Regions from separate parts of the Mus musculus genome. Here regions 2 and 3 are each linked to region 1. A link is a contact called in public Hi-C and HiChIP or PLAC-seq data. All regions are on one chromosome and are shown on one strand. The core of a region is the stretch at or near the end of the contact, and the rest is flanking DNA. Distances in the headings are between cores, read along the strand shown.

Region 1 (3,745 bases), core at 890-3,389:
CAGACATTGTCAGCCTGTCCGTTGGAAGCTTCTGGAGGGTCAGGAGACTAGGGAAGGGCTATGCTCACCTTTCATCTCTGGGTCTTGTTTCTAAGAATCTTTAGCAGAGCTCCATGAGAAGGCAGATGCTGAGGGGTATAAATTGAATTGGGGGTGGTGACCCGTATGGGACTTCAATTCTAGCACTTGGAAGATAAAGTCAAGCAGATCTCTGTGAGGTCAGTCTGGTCTCGGTAGTGAGTTCCAGGGCAGCCAAGATGAGACCTTGTTTCAAAACACTACCACTACCACCACCACTACCACCAACCCCTACCCCTGAAGCAGGAACAAAAACCCACTGGAAGAATCGGGTAAGCCAAAAAATTATGGGGGACACAGGTATCTGAACGGAAAATGAAGTCTATAATTAATTCCTTGCATCCTTCCACCAACTTCTTTTTTCTCTTTTCCTTTTTTTAGACAAGATTTCACTTATCTCAGGCTGGCCTCGGATGTGATATGTAGCAGAGGAACTTCCTGAATTTCTGATACCCCTTCCTCCTCTCCCAGAGCTGTGGTGTTACATACAGCCCTCCTGTCTCAACAGGCTCTTAGGATTCTTAAATAACAAGACAACACTATGGTGAGGTTTTGTTTGTTTGGAGACAGGAAAATGTGCAGAAAACAGAGATAGAGAGTCCTGTTCACGAAGTTTACTTTTCTTCATTGCAGAGGAAGTAGAGATATTGAGGTGTGCCCAGGGGAAGATAGAGGCACCTAGAGACAGAAAGCAAGCCATGGAAGAGGTGAGCGACAAATCGTACAGAAAGAAAGTGGCAAGACCCAGAGGGACAAGGCTGCTGTGCACTACAGCTCAGCAAGTAAGGGGCAGCCTCGATGGAATACAGGTGAGTGATTCCTCACCTTGATGCTGGATGGTCACTACTCACAACAGCTGCACCCACTGCTTTTATCTGGATGCTAGAGCAGTCTTGGGAAAGGCATTGTGTTCTGGGTTCCCTGGTCTTCTTCCCTAGCACCCATTGGGGACTTTGCTTTGGTGATGAGAGCCCTGGCTTCCCCCGGCATGAGTATTGGGGAAGGCAAGGGACCCAGAAGATATCTACCCATGGAAGATTCCAGTTGAGTGAAAAGTCACAGTGAAATGTCCAGTTAGATAGGAACAAAGCAGGGTGTGAATGGCTTTGGAAGTCAGTGCTGAGGGGCTAGTTAGGTGCAATTAGGGATTAAAGTTTGTTGGAGAAGGCTTCCTGGGAAGACTATTGTAGGAGAGTCTGGAAAGATGGGATGTGTTATTTATATATGTCTACTTATGAGGGCCAGGAGACATAAGAGTTGGTAAATAAACAAAAATCTGAGTCAGGACGATCTTCCTTACTAACCTGGGTGGGCACCACCAACCTGTTCAGAGTCCAGTGCAACCAATGACTAAGGAAGGGCTCTTAACACAAAGGGCTTCCCTGGTTCTCCAGCTTACAGGCAGCAGGTCCCATAGGGCTGTGAGCGTATTTCCACAATACATCTCCTCACATTGATAAAAGGATGGTTTTGATTTTGCTTCTTGGAGAAACCCAATTCAGGATACAGGCTGGCAGATGTCAAGGCAAGAGAGAAACAGATTAAAATGGCGAGGCTGTGGATTTAGATGCTAATGCTAACAGGGATGTTCACTGTCAAAGAGGTAGGTGCTGAGAGAAATGCCTTCGTGGATATTTGTTTGGTTGTTTTGTTTTGTCGAGTCAGGGTTTCTGTGTAGCCCTGGCTGTCCTGGAACTCACTCTGTAGATCCGCCACAACCACACGGTTGCCTCTTTGGATGTTATGTAAACAGTTAATGGCCCTTGGAGGGCTGCAAAGATGATGCCTTATACCTCGGGGCAGCAAGAGGGAAAGGTCTCTGGTGGATGAGGTATTGGGGATGGCTGCAGAGTCCAGATGGTTGTGACGTCTTGATGTAAATCATATTATTAAACTACAATCCCCAGCGACCCGTGGAACTCTTTTAGCGAGTTTTCCGGGGATTTGGCATTTCCGGCGGAAGCAGACGTCGCTAGCCATTCTTCTTATTTAAATGCTGTCGACTACAACTCCCAGTGCCCTCCGCGCCAGGACGAAGAAAGGAAGCGGAAGCTGCATGGGGAGCTTGTGCAGGTGAGGGAGTAGGGGGCTGGATCTCTGGGAAGGGCGGTGGGGGCTCTCGGAGTTCCGGAGAGGTAGCCGCTCTGTGACTCCAAGGCCTACAAGGGGCCCCTGTGAGCCCTGCAGCGCTGTTTTGATTTAAATCCTGTGGATTTCTGTACCACCTACAAGGGACAGCGGCTAGCTAGTGGCTTGGATTCTTATTTTTGTTTTAGGTTTATTTATGTTATTTTTTATATATGGGTGTTTTGTCTGCACACCAGAAGAGGACATTGGATACTATAGGACTGCAGTTTGACTCTTGCAAGCCGCATTATGGGTGCTGGGAATTAAACTGAGAACCATTGAAAGAGCAGCCAGTACTTTTACTTAATGAGCCTCCATCGCACTGTGGCCTGGATGTATCTCAGGGTTGCCCTTTGTTTTTTAATGTAATTTGAAATGTGTGACATGTTTCTTAAGGCATTTTGCTTTTTGAGGGGAAAAAATGCACACACACACACACACACACACACAAAAGGCTCCTGATCTTCTCATCTTTCCGCCTCTACCTCCTGAGTGCTGAGCTGATAGATACGAGCTTCTATACCTGGTTTACAGTGCTGGGGATTGAACCCAAGGCTTCATTCATCTTTGGTATACACTCCACTGAGTTGCAGCATCAGGCATTGAGCTTATGGCTGTTGGTGACTTTAGGGAGGACTGTCAGACTTCCTGCTAGGAATTTTTTTTTTTTTTTTTTGATTTTTTGTCCAGGACAGCAAAGCTCAGATTATATCTGTCCTCTTAGCTCTTCATGGCTTATCCCAAACCTGTCTTATATCTTATTTTGGAGTTATCCCCCCAACATATGAGGGACTCAAATATTTAAGAAATAAACAATTGCTGGAGGTAGGTTGATGGTTCCTATAGAGAAGAGCCTTAAAGTGATTTGTGCAAGAGAACCTTCTTAGATGTCTTGGCTGGTAGGGCTCTTGCCACCAAACCTGATGACTTATATTCATTCCTCAGAGCCTTGACAGTAGAAGAGAACCAGCTCCCAAAAGTTATCTTTTGCCACATGAGTTGCTAAGGTGTGCTTGCTCTCCCTAGTAAATAAAAACAACTGTTAAGAGAAAGAACCGTTTAAGAGAGGAAACCAGGACTAGCATTCTAGTTAGCCTGTGACACTTGCTACCAGATGAACAGTGAAAATAAGCTCTCCTCACTTCTGTGCATGCCTATCCTTGCTGTCTTCAGCCCAGAGCAGACCCATCTTAGACCTGAGAGAGATCCCTGTGCTGTTTTTTCTAATATTGGTTCTACACAGGGACTTGCAAAGCAAAGGTCCCAGAAAACCCAGTTCGCCACACCGTCCTCAGCTTTCCAGAATGTTCTGGGAGCCTGTGTGGACAAACCAGATTTCTAGCCTGCTATGGTGACACATCCAGGTAATCCCAGCACTCGGGAGACTGAGGCAGGAAGAAGGCCACTGGTTGGAGGTTAGTAGGTCTACATCTTGAATTTTAGGACAGGCAAAGCCATGTAGTGAGACTTTGTCTCAAAACGCATAAGATAAAAATAAAGTCTAAAAGAAAGAAGGAGGAGGAGGGAGAGGAGGAAGCAG
Region 2 (3,745 bases), core at 392-2,891, 94 kb after region 1:
AAAGAACCTCCTATAGGACAACCATCCTGACTTGAGTAGCAAACACTTGTTTCAGAGAAGATAGAACTTCAGATTTCCTGGTGACAGGAATCCCTACCTGCCTGACTACCTAAGACAAAGTTAGCCACCTGGGTGAACAGGCACTGTAGAGAAAGTGGCTGTGTTTCATGGCAAGACCCTACATTAAGGTGGTAATGTTGGGCTATGGCGGAGGAAGGATTGGGTTTAGACAGAAGCAAGCACTTCTGACTGTCAGCGAGTGGTTGTGGAGGCCATCGGGAGCTGCTCAGGCACTGTGTTCCAGGAGGAAGGAGTAGTGATAAGATTATCTATGAATTGAAAAGGATTTGGGGACTCCATCATATTGTAAAGCCAGTGATGACTGAGGAGGAAGCCAGAGAGAAGCCAATCATCTACATGGACAGGGACCAAGTATCTGGAGCCCCCTGGCTGGCATAATGTCTCACACGGAGCTGTGTGGAGAGTCTCACTAAAGCCTTCCCTTGAGCCATGGTGAAAGCTCTAAGCTTTGGTGCCTGCTACTCATCAGGAACCAACCAAATATTTTGGTGAGTGGATGGATGTGGACAAATATTTACAAGCAGGTGTTATACTTATTCATCTGAGGGGTAAAATATAGCAGCATGCCAGGTATATGGCTGAACAAACCCCAGTTAGCAGGTTAGATGGAAGCGATCCTGGAAATAAGCTACGATTCTGAGCAATGGAATAGATCATGTGGTGGCTTGGGAGCATGTAGTTATAGGAGCTGCTTCAAAGCTACACAGAAAGTGGCTCCACACTGTGGGACTTGGATGCTCTTCTTCAACCTCCAGCTGTATTTCAACTCTCAGAACCAGCAGCTTCTGGGGAAGGGGGAACTGATCAGTCAGCCCCTGGACCCAGCCCAAAGCAGATACGTAAAACATAGTGGTTTGAAGAAACTTATGAGTCAGGGTCAAATGCTAACCCAGCCATCAGCTGGAGTGGGTCTGTAGGTGTGGAATGCACTTCCCTGGGTCTGATTCTTCATCTCTAAAACTAGGGGTGCCAGTGAATGGAGAAGAATTATCTGTAAGGTGTTTGCTGCCTATGACAATCTGGCTCAGGCTGACTTTCAACTCCTTATTTTCCTGCCTCAGCCTCCTGAGTGCCAGGGTTACTTGAGTACTTATCCATGCTGGGGAGACTATTTTCCAGCTCTTGAGAGTCTCTCTACCTTCTTCCCCCCCCAACCCCCCACTGCTATTGCTTTCAGCCTCTCCTCTGCCTCTCTGCCTCTCAGCCTCTCTGCCCCAAGAGGCTTTGGGGCTGTTTCTTCCCCTCTGCTCCAGTTGGTTTTCTTCCCAGAGCTCCCTGTTTTCTGAGCATTTTCCTTTCTCTCCTGAGCCTCTCCAGCACCGAGGATGTGGAGGCTGGGAACTGGGAGCTCTTGAGGACTTCTTTCTATGTTCCTGCAGCTTGCAGTGCCCGCCCCTGCCCAGTGCAACCGGCTCATAACCGTTGCGGCACTGTGCCCTGGGCAGGGCTAATGCGATCTGGAAAGACCCTGGCGGGCGGCGGGCAGTCTGGCCTGAGCGTCCTGGGCCGTGCTGATGGATGGTCCCCTGACAGTAATCGCAGAATGAGGACTTGCTGGCGACGCTCTCGCCCGAGGCCCCGCTGTTTGGCCAGCCCAGGAGTCCCTCCCTTGCCCCTCCTCCTAACTCCCAGGCGTTCTCAGATCTCTGGGTTTAGGAGTGCCTCCTGCTTCCAGGCTAGGTCAATCTAGCCCCTCCTTGCCCTCTCGCTCAAGATTCTGACCTCTGTTTTGTAATCTTCCTTGGATCCACTCATAATCTGTAATTCTGAACGAACTACTTAATCTTCCCCAACCTCAGTTTCCCCTTTTGCGCAATGAGAAATAGTGGTTATTTATAGCTTGAGTGGAGAATATTGAGAACACAGGAGAAAATGCTGAGAAAAATCGTCACTCTCCCTGAAGAATTGACTTTTATTTGTAGTTTACAGTGCTCAGAATAATCTGAGCTAAATATATGAGGACGAGTGGGTATTTACACAGTAGTTGCTTCTATGCATACATGCTCATCATACTTTTAGACTAAACAGATACACTAGAAAACAAGAGAGCAATATCGGTAGTGCTTCGACACCTCAGAGCAACACTGGGTACAGGTTTTCCTCAGTAGGACTCCTTATTTTATTGAGGCCCACCTACTAGACTCTCAGTCTGAACTCAGTGTTGAGACCCTCAGCATCCATAAGGCAAGGAGGAGCTAAAAAGGAGGATCCACTTTGGGGAGGTATTCTGGGATCATTCCCCAGCAACTGTCAAATTGCTTAGGTTTGAAGTTCTCCCATTCCTCCACCCCAGGGGAGCCCCCCTTGGGCACCACCCTTGGGGAGTGGAGAGACTGGGAGATCCAGACCAATTACACTTTGGAGAGCACACCAGACGCCTGCTCATTCTCTTTTAACCTTTCCCTCTCCTCAGAACCAAATTGAGTTAGTCTTGAGTTTTGATTTAATTCCCCAAATGGAGTCCTAATCTGCTTAGTGTCCTTTTTCCAAGTCATGGGTTTGAAGTGTGTGTGGTGAGGTAATGAAAGAGCAGCTCTGTGGCTTCTGCAAAATTCACACACTCATGTCCCAAATGCCAAAGAACAAGAGACACCGTGGCCCTGGGGGGAGGGGTGACGGTGACCTCAGCATGGCCCTGAGGTGGTGCTGGTAATAATAACCTCAGCAAATATTTATTGGGCAGGACTGAGCTGAACACTCTATATGCACTCTGCTCATTGAATTCTCACGAGTGCCTTCCAAGTCAGTGTCCCTCACATCCCCAATTTAGAGATGAAAAAAACTGAGGCTCAGACTGAGCCTTGAGCCTGAGGCTTCTTAGTTGTTACACTGTATCCCAGAGCTGTTTAGTAACTGACAGAACCTATGTTTGAAACTACAGTTAGATAGCAGATCTGTGTTCTTAACTACTTCATCCTGTGACCCTGGGCAAGACATATAGCTTCAAGGTGCTCAGTTCCTTCGCTTTCCAAACACTGATAATAACCAGAAAGAAGAAGAAGACACTCCCTGAATAGTGCTGTTGATAAGGTGAGATAAGACATTTACCAACCTGGCAGCATTCGATAGACTGTTACATAAGCATAGGTTGGGGGATGGGTGTCGAAGGAAGGATGCAATGCAACTAACGATGAACTGTTATCATTGATAATGAGAGCCCTACAAACTAAAAAACTGCTATGCCTGCTTAACAGATGAAGAAACTAGGTTTCAGGTGAATGAAGGCCTAAAGCCATTGTGTTAATGAATAGCAGAACAAAACTTGTCTCCAAACATGGGGCTCTTGAATTCCAAAGCTGCAGCTCCTAGTGCCCCCAGGGTCACCAGGCACTGGCCTCTCCTGGTGAGGTCAGGACAGAGGCCAGCAATCCCAAATCGCATCATCTACCACCTGTGACCTGATTTTCTCCAGGTGAGCAATGTTTTCCTAACAGGACAAGAGAAATCAATAAAGCTGCAAAACAGACAGTCCCCTCCCCGAGGCTGATACAGGGGATCCTCGGCAAGTCCTACCCACACACACCCCCTTGTTTCTCAGTGCTCAAGTTTGTGGCCATTAAATAGAAAAGGAGAAAGTTTGAGCCAGGCATGAAATATTTATTAGTTAATTACAATATGCAGATTCTGTTCCAAGGAGTGATTTATCTTTTTGGAAATATAAGAA
Region 3 (3,745 bases), core at 642-3,141, 76 kb after region 1:
ATCACACACCTTAAGGGTGGGACACAGATGTTGGATACTTGGAATGGCCAGGGGTAAAGCTTTGGATTTAAACCAGAGATGGAGTCTAAGGGGTACACATGCACTTATATGTGTCTCTGTGCTGTGCATGGGTAAGTAAGTGTATTAGATAAGTTTCTCATTGCTGTAACAAAGTATCCGACAAAAGCCACTTAAGGAAGAAAGAGTTTATTTTGGCTCACAGTTTGAAGGTACAATCCACTATGGCAGAGAAGCACAGTTGAAGCAGTTGAAGCATCTGGTCCCATTGCATCTGTAGCCAGGAAGCAGAGAGTGATGAACATTGGTACTCAGCTGGCTTTCCCCATTTTATTCAATCCAAGACCTCCAGGCTATGGAATGGTGCCACCCACACTTAGGTCTTCCCATTTCGACTACTAACCTGGAAAACCTATCACAGACATGCTCCTAAGTTTGCTTTCATGGTGGTTCTAAAGCCTATTAAGTTGACTAGAAATAAATCTTGCAGTGTGTATGGTTATCCATGACTGTGTGACTGGGGGCACGTGGGTGTACATATGTGCACATGGGTGTGTCTTCAAACCAAAGGCTGTGGGCTGTCTAAGGCTGTCCATATCCATGATCCTTTTATTCCATGGGTGTGGACTACTGGGCACCCTTTTGTATTCCACCTCTGCCTGCAGCTGTGAGAGAAAATTATCCAACCTCCCCTGGATGCTGGGGACACCTCTGTAGCGGGGAAGGCAGGAGAGCTCTATTTCTGTCTTCATATAATCCATTCATCTGACCCAGTTTCATAAAGGAGTCCCGATGAGCCCACTTATTTGATAATGGTTATGAGCCGAGACTTGGGGATTTATGGCTGAGGTTCAGTGGCCATTAATAGGCACAGGCTATTCAGGAGGCCAGGCCCAGCTTATCAGGACAATCTCTACACTGTATTTGGGCAAAGAGCACCACCACCCTGGATGGGAGGAAGAACCTAGGAGGAGAAAGACCTCCAAAAGCAAATGGTCACTGGATAGGACCTGAGTGTCAGGGAAACGGACGTCATTGCTGTGTATTTGGCCAGGGGAAAGTGATTTGTGCAACAGTGGAACAATGTTCCCCAAAGGAAAGGGGAATCAGAACTCGTTAACAGGCCCCTAGCTAGGTAGTCTAATTTTCTTGACCTGTTGATGGGCCCTGTGACATCATCTCAGTCTCCTGCATGTTGGTGATGGATGCCTGGAATACCGCTGGCCTAGAGACGGAGATGTGGGAGTCACTCACTGCCACCATGCCTAGCAGCTCAGACAGAACATTCTAGCCCTCTGTGGTTTCATCTGTGAGGACCACCTCTGGTCAGGTGTTAGGAATCGAGGAGCACAAAGGTGATTAGGAAAGATTTTGCTTGGGCAGCTGGGCACTAGTGGGAAGGTTTGGCCCACTCATGTGTTCTGCAGGGTTGTGTCTAAAAAAAAAAAACAAACCCACTTCTCTCTTCCTTCCTTTCCACACAATAATACACATATGGTATACATATTTATATATGCATGAATACACAGGGAGGGAGAGAGGGAAGGAAGGAGGAAGGGAGAGAGGGAAGGAAGGAGGAAGGAAGGGAGGGAGGAAGGGAGGGAGGGAGAGAGAGAGAGGGAGGGAGGGAGAGAGAGAGAGAGAGAGAGATTGGTTCTGACCAATTGGAAGGCAAGTCAAATATAGTGGAGAAACACCCACAAAGGACCCAGATAGAGGAGACAAATGAATGGATTCCTAAACTCCAGTCTTGAACAGAATCTTCGTGCCTCTTCCATCTTCAAAACAGCTTGAAGCCAGTCATGGCTAGACTGGCCTCCAGATACTCCTCTTCTTGCTCTGGCTCACCCTTCCCCCAAGTACCACAGCCCAGTGTTGAAACCCTGGAGTTCTCAGGGGATGTGGACAGCAGCCAAATCATTGACGTTTCCTGAGCACATGTTCTGTGCCTGGCGATGGGCCAGGAGCTGGGGTGAAAGAGGGAAATTAGACTTGATCCCTGTTCCCAAGATGCCACAACCATGTAGGAGGGCAGTCTCTATAAACAATGCCAACACCGCATGCTCAGGGACAGTATTGCATAGGATCACAGGTGGCCTGCATACACATCACAGGGAGCTATACAGAGGAAGATATGCAGGGCTGTTTTCTACAAACCTGCTGTGAAAGGTTAAACATGTACAAAAGCAGACATGAGGGAGCAATATCATAACCTCACGGGCTCACCGTTCAGTACCTGTTATAGTGCCTACCACAGAGGTGACAAGAATCTTTCTGGAAGATAACAGAGAAATCCCCCAACCGTCCATGCGGGGACCCTCATTTTGGCCAGCATCAGCCTGATCTGAAGGGGAGTCAATAGCTCCCCGGCCATTCAGAGCAGAGGACCACTATGGCCAAGAAAGGAATTGGGGCTTTTAAGCAAGGCCAAGAAGCAGGTGCACCTTATCTGATTCATGATGTAGACACAACTGGCCGCCCCTACTTCTAGGCTATCTTTGTCACTTGTCTTGGGGAGTCCCCAGGTGCCTTCCACAGAGAGCTGCTAGGAGTAAGAATTCGAGGCCTGGCAAGGGCGAGGGCGGGCACTGTCGGGCACTGCGGGCGCAGGGGGCCCTCCGCCCCGCCAGGCGCGAGGCCTTAAATATTACCCCGGAGTTTTCAATTATCTCTTCTTAATGGATTTGCAGGGGCTCTTTCATCAAGCGCGGGGTGGCTGGGTGTGGGGGTGAGGGGAGCGCGCGGCGAGGGCTGGAGCTGGGAAAATGGCCCATATTTCAATATTAAAGCCCTTTACGATCGTCAGCAGCATGAAAGATGCTGCAAATAAAGCGGAGCCGCCCGCGCCAGCCTCTCCATCTCGCAAGTTTTAATTAACGCTGAGGGGGAGGCAGCTGCTGGGAGGGGTCGGAGCCGGGCCAGGGACCGATCGCGCAGCTTCTCGGACTTGAGTCCTGAGCGGGGTCAAAGGGGCGACTGGTGGACAGGGAGGCCAAGGTGACTGGGTCCCAAAGCCGAGGAGGATCGCGCAGTGGACGCGCAAGGTGGGAAGTTCGGACGGTTGTCACCACTCAGAGGGCCATCGCGATCTTCCAGGCCTCCATCTTCTGCCTGTCTGCCCCCGCCAGCAGCCCCCAGCCATCCCACGAGCGTCTCCGCCGACTCCCGCGGTTGACACTCTGAGGCTGGGGTTAGGGGAGCAGGAGCTTCCTGCGACCCGTCCCCCACAACCTCCCGTGGCTGCAGTTCCCGGACGTCTGCTTTCCCCATCACCTTCTCAGCTTCCCCGCCCGCCCCACTCGCCGCGTGCGGAGCAGCGCACACAGAAGCGCCTCTGTTTGGCCTTGGCAGCGGCCTGGCCCAACAGCTTGCTCCTGAGCGGCAGACCCATCCGTCAGGCGGGACGGATGGAGCGACGTCAGGCTGCCCGTTCCGAGGACTCCCTAGGGAGCCACCTCTGGCCTTGAGCCAGACTCCCTTCTTTTCCTCTCTCTGCCTCGCCAACTTTGTCCCCAATTGCCAGCTCAGCACACTTCTGATGGACATTGGGCCCTTTGGGTTCCCAACACCTCTAGCCTGGTCCTGGGGTCTGGAGGACCCCATCCATTCAAGGGCCACAATAAATACTTCTCTCACCTATGTCCCCATGCAGGTTTGAAAAAACTCAGAGATCCCAGTGGGCTATGGTTTAAAACAAGCAAACGTTATACAGTTGGATAAACTATAC

What was found. A called contact is a pair of places that touch in the nucleus more often than the background predicts. HiChIP or PLAC-seq counts read pairs in DNA pulled down with a chosen protein or histone mark.
Region 2: a contact with region 1 is called in an H3K4me3 HiChIP or PLAC-seq map of neural tube, with 2.7 times the contacts expected there. The contact joins the enhancer-like site here to the promoter of Smug1 in region 1. A contact is called at or near these places in 3 of 39 promoter capture datasets (cranial neural crest, embryonic stem cells and second pharyngeal arch cranial neural crest), 13 of 484 Hi-C or Micro-C datasets (B cells, the G1E-ER4 cell line, the N1E-115 cell line and 8 more), 17 of 115 datasets of contacts at active chromatin or transcription factors (bone marrow-derived macrophages, craniofacial prominence, differentiating embryonic stem cells and 10 more) and 5 of 9 other capture datasets (adipose tissue, embryonic stem cells, liver and 2 more).
Region 3: a contact with region 1 is called in a Hi-C map of cerebral cortex, with 2.5 times the contacts expected there. The contact joins the enhancer-like site here to the promoter of Smug1 in region 1. A contact is called at or near these places in 3 of 39 promoter capture datasets (cranial neural crest, embryonic stem cells and macrophages), 3 of 15 datasets of contacts at CTCF or cohesin (embryonic stem cells and stem cell-derived epiblast-like cells), 23 of 484 Hi-C or Micro-C datasets (the Ba/F3 cell line, the G1E-ER4 cell line, the HL-1 cell line and 11 more), 15 of 115 datasets of contacts at active chromatin or transcription factors (the SCID.adh cell line, T-cell acute lymphoblastic leukemia, bone marrow-derived macrophages and 8 more) and 3 of 9 other capture datasets (adipose tissue, embryonic stem cells and pancreatic islet).

What each region holds. Positions count from the first base shown.
Region 1 is chr15:103,161,678-103,165,422 of GRCm38.p6, reverse strand. It overlaps Smug1 (single-strand selective monofunctional uracil DNA glycosylase), which reads left to right and starts at 2,139. Exons shown (of 6, transcript NM_027885.3): 1 at 2,139-2,151; 2 at 3,449-3,620.
Region 2 is chr15:103,067,232-103,070,976 of GRCm38.p6, reverse strand. No RefSeq gene overlaps it. Among named protein-coding and RNA genes, the nearest start is that of Gm30528, 8.5 kb to the right of the region's middle. Within about 2 kb of position 1,641, at least 47 of the 459 cell types and tissues checked have an H3K27ac peak or open chromatin away from gene starts, as enhancers often do. A contact at or near this core is called in the G1E-ER4 cell line, the N1E-115 cell line, adipose tissue and 1 more, where this site is marked.
Region 3 is chr15:103,085,632-103,089,376 of GRCm38.p6, reverse strand. No RefSeq gene overlaps it. Among named protein-coding and RNA genes, the nearest start is that of Gm28876, 17 kb to the left of the region's middle. Within about 2 kb of position 1,891, at least 38 of the 459 cell types and tissues checked have an H3K27ac peak or open chromatin away from gene starts, as enhancers often do. A contact at or near this core is called in the N1E-115 cell line, adipose tissue, cerebral cortex and 1 more, where this site is marked.